Linked DNA regions of Oryzias latipes: region 1 is linked to region 2. Evidence: chromatin contacts called from public Hi-C data. All regions are on one chromosome and are shown on one strand. The core of a region is the stretch at or near the end of the contact, and the rest is flanking DNA. Distances in the headings are between cores, read along the strand shown. Region 1 holds the start of LOC101173952 (SH2 domain-containing protein 1A). Region 2 holds the start of arhgef9 (rho guanine nucleotide exchange factor 9).

What was found. A called contact is a pair of places that touch in the nucleus more often than the background predicts.
Region 1: a contact with region 2 is called in a Hi-C map of embryo, with 1.6 times the contacts expected there. The contact joins the promoter of LOC101173952 here to the promoter of arhgef9 in region 2. A contact is called at or near these places in 2 of 5 Hi-C or Micro-C datasets (embryo and fibroblasts).

What each region holds. Positions count from the first base shown.
Region 1 is chr10:22,616,239-22,621,690 of ASM223467v1, reverse strand. LOC101173952 (SH2 domain-containing protein 1A) reads left to right here and starts at 1,775. Exons shown (of 3, transcript XM_004073542.4): 1 at 1,775-2,221; 2 at 2,498-2,561; 3 at 4,059-4,579. The coding sequence starts at 2,085. The coding sequence ends at 4,322.
Region 2 is chr10:22,266,771-22,272,558 of ASM223467v1, reverse strand. It overlaps arhgef9 (rho guanine nucleotide exchange factor 9), which reads left to right and starts at 4,126. Exons shown (of 16, transcript XM_020706732.2): 1 at 4,126-4,390.

The DNA of each region.
Region 1 (5,452 bases), core at 526-3,025, 350 kb before region 2:
AGTTGGCAAATTATGGGGCCCGTCAAACTGTTTAAACTGGCCTGCCAAAATACCAAAAATTATATTCTTATAAATGTTTTATTTTCCCTGCAATTCTGGTGTCTATACCCACAGATGATGTGGTACAAATACATTGACCTATATATGTGCTGAAACTTACTCTGCGTTCTTGTGGAAGATTTTTCTGACATTTGTGTGTTTTTTGCGTGCGGGAAAGTAATTTATATGCTCAGTCCAACACCACCTGAACACAGCATTTCTATAAATTTGTGTTTTTCCCCTGGGGGGGGGGGCATTGGTGCAATTGGCACTAAAATGAGGAAAAGTTTCGAAAAAAAGAAAAAGCGCAAAATGTTTTGTTTAAAAATATGTGTGCAAACTTTGATTTTGGTTGAAAACTGATATACGTTTTGGTCCAGATTCCATGTTATTTCTTTCTCTCATGAGGTGGGTTACCAAGACTCTCCATGCATCTGTCTGGGCCTTCTGTCTAATTTTAGAACCCTTTGTGGCCAAAGGGGTGAAAATGTTTGCCCCCCTCTGCTGTAGACCAAAAAGCAGGAGACATAAAACACTTGTTGGCGGAAACCAAGCTTGATAAGCAAACCTAAACATAACAAAAATGAAACCATAACCAAAATGTGACATAACACCTAACCTCTAAGAAACATGATGATGAGCAAAAACCAAGAACGCCCATTGAGGGTTATTAACATAAAGCAGTTGTTTGGGAACTAACATTTTTTAAACATGGCCCCATGTTTTTGAAATCATTTATCTTCTATTTTAACAGTTGGACATATCTGATTAGAAATGAGATAAAACTTCAGCCTTTGGGTAAAAAGTGGCATGGCTCCAATGCAAGCCCAAATCATCATACCTCCACTGCCATGCTTTCTAGATTTGCATTGATATTTGTGCTGCTCAGTTTGGTCAATGCAGGGGTGGCTGAGCATAATGACCAAGATTTGATCAAAGGAATTTGGTCAAATCAGTTTTAGTCTTCATTTTGAAGGACCTAAAGGTCTTTCAAAACATCCTTGGAGCAGTCCTTTTTAATTTTTAATCAACCTTTTTCTTTAGGGGATTGATTTAAAGAAGATAGAGGAAAGAAAGAGATCAATAAAGAGTTAGAAGTCTAACTTCTAAGGAAATTGTCCTTTCAAGCTACCTAGAATGATTCATCTTTCCTTTTTGGGCCTGCATTAAAACACTTTTTGCTCCACATCAAACTGCCTAAATGCAGTAGTTTCCTGTTCTTGGAACCATTGTAATTAAATATGCCCAAAATACGTCTGATCATGTGATCAAAGCCTAGCAGGAAACTACAAAGTGTACATATGTAAGCTGTTGTTATCATTGAAGCAGAATGTGTATTATGTGAATGCAAAAACATTGTTTGTTGTAGATATGACACAGTATTGCAGAGTGCAATGTTGTGGAATATATAAGCTTCTTCTACTTCTTTTACTTTTTCTGTCTCAAGTGCACATGAACAGCATCTTTAGTTTATTTACCCGAAAAAATCTTTAAGTGGTTTGAGTAGAAATGTATATGGAAAAAAGGTGGAGCAAATTTTTTGCTAATACGTATACAGACTGAGGCTGGAAAATGTGGTTTTGCTGCCGTATGTCATGTTTTCCTGAGTGAAAAGATGATTTTGACCTTTTTTTTTGGATCCCTCTCTTGGTTATGCAGTTGTTGTGGAAATGTTCAGTTAGTCTTTGAAGTCACTTCCTGCTGTGAAATACAACCATTTCCTGAGAGATGAACAAACCCACATTTTACTGGTGTGCATAGGTGCACATGTGTGCATCTCATACAGAGAGCAAGGAAGGCAGTGAGCAGGAGCTCACAAGTGGCAGAGGTTAATGAGAGAGATGCTTGGAATTGGGAAGAAGACGGAAAGCTTTCAGGTCAAAGGTCAGGCTTTTTAAGGCAACAAGATTTAATGCCTGGAGGATACGCTGTTGTTCCCAACGCAGAAAACAACAACAACAACAAAAAAAGAGATTTTCTGTGTTTAAAAGAGCAGAAAACTGGCCTGGTTTACAGCAAATAAGCATATTTGAAGAAAAATAGCGATGGAAAATTTGCCTGTTTACCACGGACCTATCGGCAAGGAGGAGGGCGAGCGACGGCTGGGCCAGGACGGGCGGGATGGGTGTTATCTGATCCGCAACAGCGACTCGTTGCCGGGCGTTTACTGCCTGTGTGTGCTGTGAGTATTAATAAAAAATGATATATATATATTTATATTTTTGCATTAATCTAATTCTAATTTCTGATGATATACAGATTATTGCTTTACTAATATTTGAGAAAAAGCGTTAAAGCGGTAAAAAACAGCATCCAGGTTTCTAATAAAGACTTAAAATCAGTGTAAATATGAAAATCACCAACAAGATGAAGTGAAGCAGCAACTGCACATCTTTCATGAAGTTTAAAAAAAAAAAGTGAACCCAGAACAAAAGGTGTTTGTTTTATCTGTTTGCAGGTGCAAAGGCTACGTCTACACCTACAGACTCTACAGGGATGACACTGGCTCATGGGCTGCAGAAGTGAGATTTTTTTTCTTTTCTTTTCTTTTTTTCCTTTTTGTCAAGTTTTTTCTATTTATTTTGTCATCACACACCAAAAACCTTCACAGACTCAGCAGAGCGACAGCACATCTGCTCCGCTGTGGTTGGTGTTTATTGGGTTAGAAGTTGTTGTGGTGCCACAGTAATTCAACAAGCTGTGGATCTGAGGCAAACATGTTTCTCTGCTCCTTTTTTTTTTTTTTTTTTTTGGAGGACTGACATCGCAGAAAAACTGGGTACATTCCTTTTCCTTCAGCAACAACAAACCTGTGCGCCCGGCCCTCTCTCTCCATTTCAAATTTAAAGATGGCAGCATCAGCACATGTTCCACAGATGTGGAAATGTGGAATTACATTCGACAGCATTTCTGATGGTGTGTATCAGTGAGCAGTGAGGATTGGCAAACACCCAGAGATGCGAACGCACAGACATCTGAAGGCCTTGTGGCTTTGTGACGACTGAGCAAGACGACATTTTTAACTCTTGCTCCCTGTCAGGTGCACTGACAGGAGGGTGGACTTGAATTACAGGAGTTTCACTACCAGCTCAATAACAGTTTACATTATTCATGTGCAATATCAGTCACTTTAATGAAAGGCACTGGGGAAACAGAGGTTACGCTCGTGGCCTGAGATAGGAGCATCCAAAGTGCTGCGCTGTGGGAATTACTCCCTGCCTTTGATTAAATGATGTTACATTGTATTCAAGGAACACCGTCTTCTCCGGCTCTCGCACTGATTGATAGCACGGAATGAAAAGATGCATTTTTTTTTAAAGTCCTTACTTGACAAAATTACAGCCAATTTGAAAATGCAATGCTTTAGTAATATTAAACTTTAAAGAGACAGCCACTGTAGACAAACACACACACCAGGAAAACTGATGAGTGTGTTATTACAAACACCGCAAAGCTCCCTGAGAGATACTGGAAAAAAAAGGGAAAATGCCAAAGTAAAACCGAAGGATCAAGCTGAAAAAGGATTGTTTTGTTCTCGCTTAAGCTTTTTGTTAAAGGGACGTTTGTGGTATTTCAGAGGGGTGCGGTCACAAATAAAGCTGCTGGGGTAATGAGACACTTGAAGAATCCTTGTTGTCGCACATGACCCGTAAAATAATGATTTTTATTAACTAAAAAAACATAAAAACACCAAAAGAATTGTGTGATTACAGAGGCGAGCAGATTTTGAATTCTCCAAATAAAGCTTTTAGCGCCTTCATGTAGTGCTGTTGTTTACAGAAAAGTAATATAAGGACGTAGTTCAGATAAATAAATCACTGACAGATTTCAGATCACAAGACATTTTCTTTTTGGCATCCATTAGTAGAATTGATCCTTTTTATGATTTCGGTCTTAGAAGAGCTCATTTCAAAAGGCCACGCCACATCCTTTTTATTTCCCCTGTTGTGTTTGATGTGAAATCTAATTCCTTTGTGCCTCTTTTTCTCTCTTCTTTTTTGAACCGTGCTGTCGTGCAGACGACTCCCGGTGTGCAGAAAAGGTATTTTCGACAGATCAAGAATTTGATAGCAGCTTTTCAACAGGCCGAACAGGGAATCGCCATGCCGTTACTGTACCCCATCACCGCCCAGGGACGGGCCCACACCCACCCGCAGTCACACGTGCTCAGTAGCAGCCCGTCATCACCTCCTGCCAGTCAGCACTCTTCCGTCCAGCAGCGGACGCCAAATGCCATTCAGAAAAACAGGAACAAGAAGGAGGTGCCGCAAACTTTTGGTTAGGGGCAAACCCTGCACTCAACCCTGAACTATAGTTGTGAAAAACACATTTTCTGCTTACATTGACCAGTGTGACGTACATGTGATTTTTTTTTTTTTTTTTGTCTTACTCAAACGTAATTTTACCCCCATTTTTTTGTCTTTGTCGTCCTGTATCTGCAGCACAGAAAATGCTTCTAACTGTGTAAAATATTGATCTGCTGTAACATTAATATCTATAAATGTATAAATAGACTGACAATAAATATTGGGCAACTTTTCTTTGTGTAATTGTTGTGTGTGCGTCGTAAAGGAAATGGATGATATCAAACTTCTTTAAATAAGGTCACAGTGTGGCAGCCACATACGCCCCCACCCCATGTCTGATGTATGGTATAATCTGTAGGCAAGGATCCAATTTGACACACTGAAGTGGTGATTTCCGTGGAGAGAATGCTGAGAGTTGAGATGGGTGGGCGTGGAACTCTGGAGGCCCTTCATTCCTAATGATTGACATTAGCGGCGCCTAATAAAAAAATATGATAGAGGGACAGAGAAGGAGAAGGCGAGAGATAGCAGGAGCGGGTGGTTCTTCGGCGCGGCGGTCTCCTAGCAACGCACCCTCCATCCCTTCACAACGGAGATGAGCCTGGACATTGGCGCGCGCAGCATATGGCTGAGAAGGCAAGGCGCACCGCGGCCTACCAGCAAAGAAATGTGTATCACCTGTTCGCCGTCAGAACATATGCATTGTGTCGTCCACAGCCCAAGAGAGAAAAGCAAACAATTAATGGTGGGCAGATGGTGGAGTGACGGCGGGAGGGAGTTGTTGTGGGGTGGGGAGGCAGACGGATGGGGAGGTGGATTTGTGGTTGGTAGCTTTAAAAGGAGAAAAAACTTTTTCTGTGGTGGGGAGAAGCTTGGAAGTGGTTCGCATGTAGCCTGATTGGCATTTCCTAATGAGAGGAGACAAGCTGTAGAGAACAGTGCAGCCAACTCCAGGTCCTGCCCCTTCTGCACTCACCACCCACTCGCTGAGCCTCAGCTGTCACATTTCTCTTTCCCTTCCTCTGTGTTCTTTTTCCCCTCTCCTCCTCCTCCTCCTTCATCCTTCCTCCTTCTCACCAGCGAGTCGCTGTTTCTTGTGCATATCT
Region 2 (5,788 bases), core at 2,877-5,376:
GTTTAATTCTTTACTTTAACACCAAATTACTTGTTCACCCAAGGCATATTTTGTCAAAAAAAAAAGTCTGTGGTCACCACTTCAACAGTGTGCCCATGATCCTGACAGACAGGACTGAGGTCTGAATACCAATGATTTAGTGGCAAATATGCTGCTAGGAATCTGACCTGGTCTTGTGGAATGGAGCTTCAACTTCACGACAGTTAGGCACCTTTTTGCCTGGGGGCTCCTCTGTCATTAACAGCAGCCCTCAGTTCTGACACAAACCAGTGCTGAACACAATACTCTGTATTCACAATACAGATATTATGAAGGTTTCTTATTGAAACTTTATACAGTAGACATATCTTCAGTGAGACAGTGAACCAAACCTTGGGGTTCTGGAAGTTAATTAAAAAACCTTATAGCAAATTTGATCAGTTCCATTTCATTATTTTGGATCAGTTCCCCCAGTTTTGTTCAGTGAGTTTCATTCCCCTGAAAACCGGATTTGTCTGTGTGGTATTACTCCTGAAATAGACCACATTCTCAAATGCACATCTGATTTTTTAAAATGAAAGATTGTTTGAACTTGCCGAAGACGATGGGGTTGTTTGAAAGAGCCAGAGTGCCATCGTGTGGAGAGCTGTAGTTTGGTTTGTGAGAGTGCAGAGAGAAGGATGCATCCACATGGAAAGGGTAGGTTTGCAGCCGAAGCGGCAGATGTTTACCTGAGGTAAATTCATGGATTAAGTTGGTTTATTTTTTTATCAATTCTACCAGCAAAAATGGACATCCGTCCTGACGCTTTTTGCAAAGAAATTCTATGTGGTGCTTATAGGTGCTTCCACTAGATGGCTCTCTTCACTCAAATGTGTTTTTCCATCCATCCCAAGTACATTTCTCATCTTCAATAAACAGTATATGCTTACATATAGCAGTGGAAATGTAAACACTTTTAAATCTACATTTAGTCATATGATACTATTGGTAACGAAAATTTGTGTTGTTTTTTTCTTTTACAAGAGTTTAATTTTATTACTGTAATTAAGGTTGATTTATTATAGAGACTGAAAACTGGTTTGGTTAGGAGACAGAGGTCAGGATTTTGGGTGCCCCTTCGCCTCACTTTAGCTATGTAGCAACTGATGAGTTTTCACAGTTCAACTAACTCTGGGAAGAAGGAATGAAGAGGTCAGAGGTCAACATTTATCAACGAGATAAATTAGACAACAATTTTTATTTATTTATTTATTTTTGCCATATGAAAGGCAGTTTTCTGTCAGTTGCGATTTTAACTTCTCAAATCTGGTTCTTTTTTACTGACTTCATACATTCTGCAGAGAAGATGTTATAACTTGTATCTCCTTATGCTCTCGCTTGGTTTAACACCCCCCCCCCCCCCCCCGATGTCTACTGGTTGTTAATTTTTATTTATTTGTTTATTTATTTAATTTTTTTGTCATCAGTGGAATACACCCAGATGAGCAGAAGTGGCATATAGTGCCAGGCTGCTTTTTTTGTCACTGATCCTGACCCACAAACAAAGCCAAGTTTAGCTCAGCCTGCAGGGCATAGCAGGATACAGAGCCAGTCAAATATTCTGAATTAATTGCTCCTATTTTATAAAAAAGGGCATAAAAAAGTGTTGTTATTGTTTTTTCTTTTTTCAGAGCATGTTGGAGATGGTAGCCTACAGGAGTGTTACTCCTGCTTTGAATTCCTAAAAAATCTGCTGTTTCCTTCCAAGCTCTGAAACAGGAAGTAAAACTCTGGTACTCTTCCGCTCGTCTTGTTTATTGGAACCCGCCTTCCTGTTTTCAGATTCATCCCGATAAAGACAAAAAAATCCCCCAGCTGAAAGCTGCGCATGCACACTAACTAACAAACCAGCACACTCCCTCTGTCCTGTCCTTTCACACTCCCCTCTTTCCTTCTTCTTACAGAAGAGACTCTTAAAAAGTGAGAAATTCCCATCACTGACATCTCTCTTCACACATTCCAGCTGTCGTGTGCTGGCACACACACATTAAAGGGCCTAAATTGATTGATTAACCTGAGGGGATTGAAGTTGGGATCAAAAGAGTCAGATGTCACAATGTGAACTGGTAAGATGGGTTCAAAAGGGGTGTGAACTTGTGTATGTATGTGTGTGTGTTGAACGCAGTGCCATGTTGCACCCAAGCCAGAAGAGTATGCAGGTCAGTCCAGCGGGAATTTCAGGAATGTCCGAGTAATTCAAGGTCTGATACCAGAGGAAAAGACTACCTGAAAATGATTTTTATTCCAAAAATTTGGGGGCGGGGAAATCCATCCAAAAAAGAACTATTGTAGGCTTATTGTTTGTGATGCCCCCCCCCCCCCCCCCCCCCATAACTACACAGCATCTCTCCCCAGTCTCCCCAAACTCAGCAACCGTCTCCTTCTGAGAAAATGGAGTAAACCTCAGTCTGTTTTCACCAAACACCTGCACTCAAAACAAAACTTGGACTTGACCTCCCAGCTGTTCTCACATGAGCTGCAGCTTATGCATCTAGTTCCCATGGCTTTACTAAGCCTTTCATTTGATATCACAACATATCTGCCCCCCCCCCCCCCCCCCCAATCCCTCTCCTCCCCCCCACCTCCCTCTCCCCTCCCTCTGTCTGGCTGGCTTTTTCACGGCAGCCTGTTTTCTCTCAGCAGCTTTGACAAAGACTGGTGAAATAATTACAGCTGGGTCTATGCTGAGGGTGTTTGTCCTCTGTAGTTCCCCCCCCCCAAAAAATAAAATCTGTAAGTGTGGACCGTGTCATACGATGGAGAGGAAGAAGACGATTGTTCTGAAATTGAGGGATGGATGACATCATTTCAAAGGGTTTGGTTTTGCTCTGAAAAAAAAAAAGTCAAGTCAACAAAACCAAAAAAAGAAAGCCCTGCAAATGACGATTCACTTTTTCAATGCTATCCATTGTTTTAATTTTATCCTACTTAATTTTCTGTCATGTTTACACTATTTGGGTGAATTTTTTTGTGAAAGATGAGGAAGAACCTGCTGCCTGTTCGAGCCAGGATGTTTTGTGACAGCAGGAGGACGGCAGGAAGGCGGTCTTGAGGAAGTTTGCAAGAATTAAATAAGTATAGGAACAAAGGGAATAGTTTTAGCCTTAAAAAATGCAAGAATGTGTCTGAATTCAAAAGGAATTAAAAAAAATGTGACTAATCCTGAAATCATTTACATAAAAAAAGAATCTTTGCAAATATGGAAGTTCCATAATGTCACATGGAGATGAGGCTGCTGTAAGTCACAGTGACAGTTGCGGATGAGTTATCAGGAGAGTGTGGCATGTAAATCATCAGAGTTGCTGCTTACACCACCAAGAACTGCAGCTGTAAAGCGGACGAGGGAGCGGAGAGCTGCTCCACGGACAAGCAAGGGAAGCATGGACACGCAGAGATATTTACATACAGTCAGACAGACTTCCTGGCATTGTCAGCCTGAGAGCGTTGATGTCAGATCCACTCCTTCCTGTGCAGAAGGGAGAACGCCACGCTGTGACAATGGGCCCAAAACAGGACAAAGAGGAAACGTTTAAATTTAGGCCCCCTTCTTCCACCATCTCCTCTTTCAGGGCTATGGACTTATGGAGCTGTTTAGTTTTCTGAGTTCCTTCAGTCCCCCCCCCCCCCCACACACACACACACACCCTCCAGCTCCCTCTCCCCATTGTGTCACTTGAATAGAAGGATTTTCACATTCAGAGCAAATCCCATAGGAGGATCAGCCAGAGACCAGAGTTCAGTCAATCACTTGTTTTCACTGATGTTCCTTTGGAAGTTATAAGTGCTTTTGTAACAAAACCATCCAACAAATACTATGTGTGTATGTGAATGTGTATGACCTGCATTAAAAAAAGGTGGAACAACAGTCATGAGGGACAGAAGAAACACGAGAACAACACAGAATACAAGCGATTTATGAATTTTAGTAGTTTTAAAGACCTTACTAAGCTTTTAACTATCTGTTATTAGCTTTTGACTGAAAATAATTATAGTTTTTATGTTCTGGTCTGTGTGTATGTGTGGAACTAATGTGTGTAAGTGTGTGTGTGCGTGCGCGCGTGAAGGAGGATGTGTTGTTTCTCCGTGCGTAAAGAGCTTTATCACAAATCAGAGTGTCGGGGTCTGCTAAGGCGCACAGGGCAAGAGTTCACCGGGAAACTTTTTTTGAAACGTTGGAGCCTCACTTCAGAAAGTTAGAAGGGAAAAAAAGGAGTCAAATGAGAGGCGCAAAGGGAGTCGCTGTTCCTATCGCAGCGTCCGCCTTCTCGCCCTCGGATGGCAGCAGTTAGGACAGCGGTGGACTTCAGCCGGTGGCTGGTCTAACTTGACTGATCGCGGGGCAGATGTCCTTATAAAGCGCACAGGTTTGGTAAGTTTGCGCCGGCTCTTCTGTCTCAATCACGGCGTTTTCACGGCGTGGACCTTTTCCACGGAACTCTCTATTCACTTTATGTGGACGGTTGAAGCGCTACAGCTGTCATTTTTCTTTCCTTTTACGCAGCGACTGTTTAAGGTAATTTTACTAATTCAACAGTCTTATCGTGAACCCGAGTTTTTGTAATGACGTAACTTTTCGATTTGACTTTTAGACCTCGGGACAACAACAAACAACTTTAGTCTCAGCTTTTAGACAGACAGAGGTAAAGTTCTTGAAGTTTTGAAGGTGGCCGCAAACGCCACACTAGTTAACATTATTCACCTGTTTAATACCCCAAGTTGGTTAAAAATGAAGTCAAGTTGCTGTTACTCCTAAGTTAAATTGGACTATCTTTTTAAAAAGCTACACATTCAAATAGTCTGTGTCCTAACTGACAGTTTAATTCGACTATATGTTGAATATTATGGGCTTTAAGTGCAGACTCCATCTTAATTTGTGGGTAATAACATCCAAATGGGAGGCTGGTTTAAGAGATTCCAACTCTAATTGGCCGGATTAATATAACCTCAAAATTCTTTTTTTTTAAACTCTTATGAATCCTTTAGGAAATGACTCCCAGACATTTGGAGGCCACAAACATCATCAAAAGAATGTGTATCCTCCTTTTTTTAAGGCTTTGGAAATGCTCTTCCTTCACTTGGCTGTCTCTGTGGTTCTTATTTTTGTTAGTGAAACAGCCCAGAACGTTGCAGAAAATTCCTGTTTGGGATTTCAGAATATTTTCTTGCAGAGATTTTGATAACTTCTTATAACTTTATTTTAAAAAAAATGTGTGTGTTTTTGTGGAGATTTGTCTATAAACCTTCTTAATTTGGTACTGCCAAAATCCTTGTGCACCCTTTCTATCACCTGGTAATGTTGGGTGACTTTGTCCATCTGAGCTGATCACATCCCACTTCTGGTTTATTTGTCTGCAGAAAGCATTCCAAACATAGAACTGATCTAACTTTTTTTTTTTTTAATGAAACTATAATCCTCATATAAACAGTGTGCACCCTTATAGGTAGCCGTGATTAATTATGTACAGTCATTTTCTTTTCATTGTGCAGCTTAACAATAGTATGACTAACTCTTTGAGAGCGTCTGAAAAGGATGGTGATTCAAAGCTTGAGACTGTGTAAACCTGCACATTTTACCAAGCTGAACAAGGATTTCCTCTTTAGATATAAGTACCAAACAGTATCTTAACTTGTTGTTGCTTTTCTTTTGACTTTGTGTAGTTCGATCTCATTTTGATAAAACATTAGTGGGAATTCCTTTTTGTGTCACTGCGATTCATTTTTTCTCAAATCTTATCTAGAGAAAAATCCAAGATTTAAGTGCAGCCTA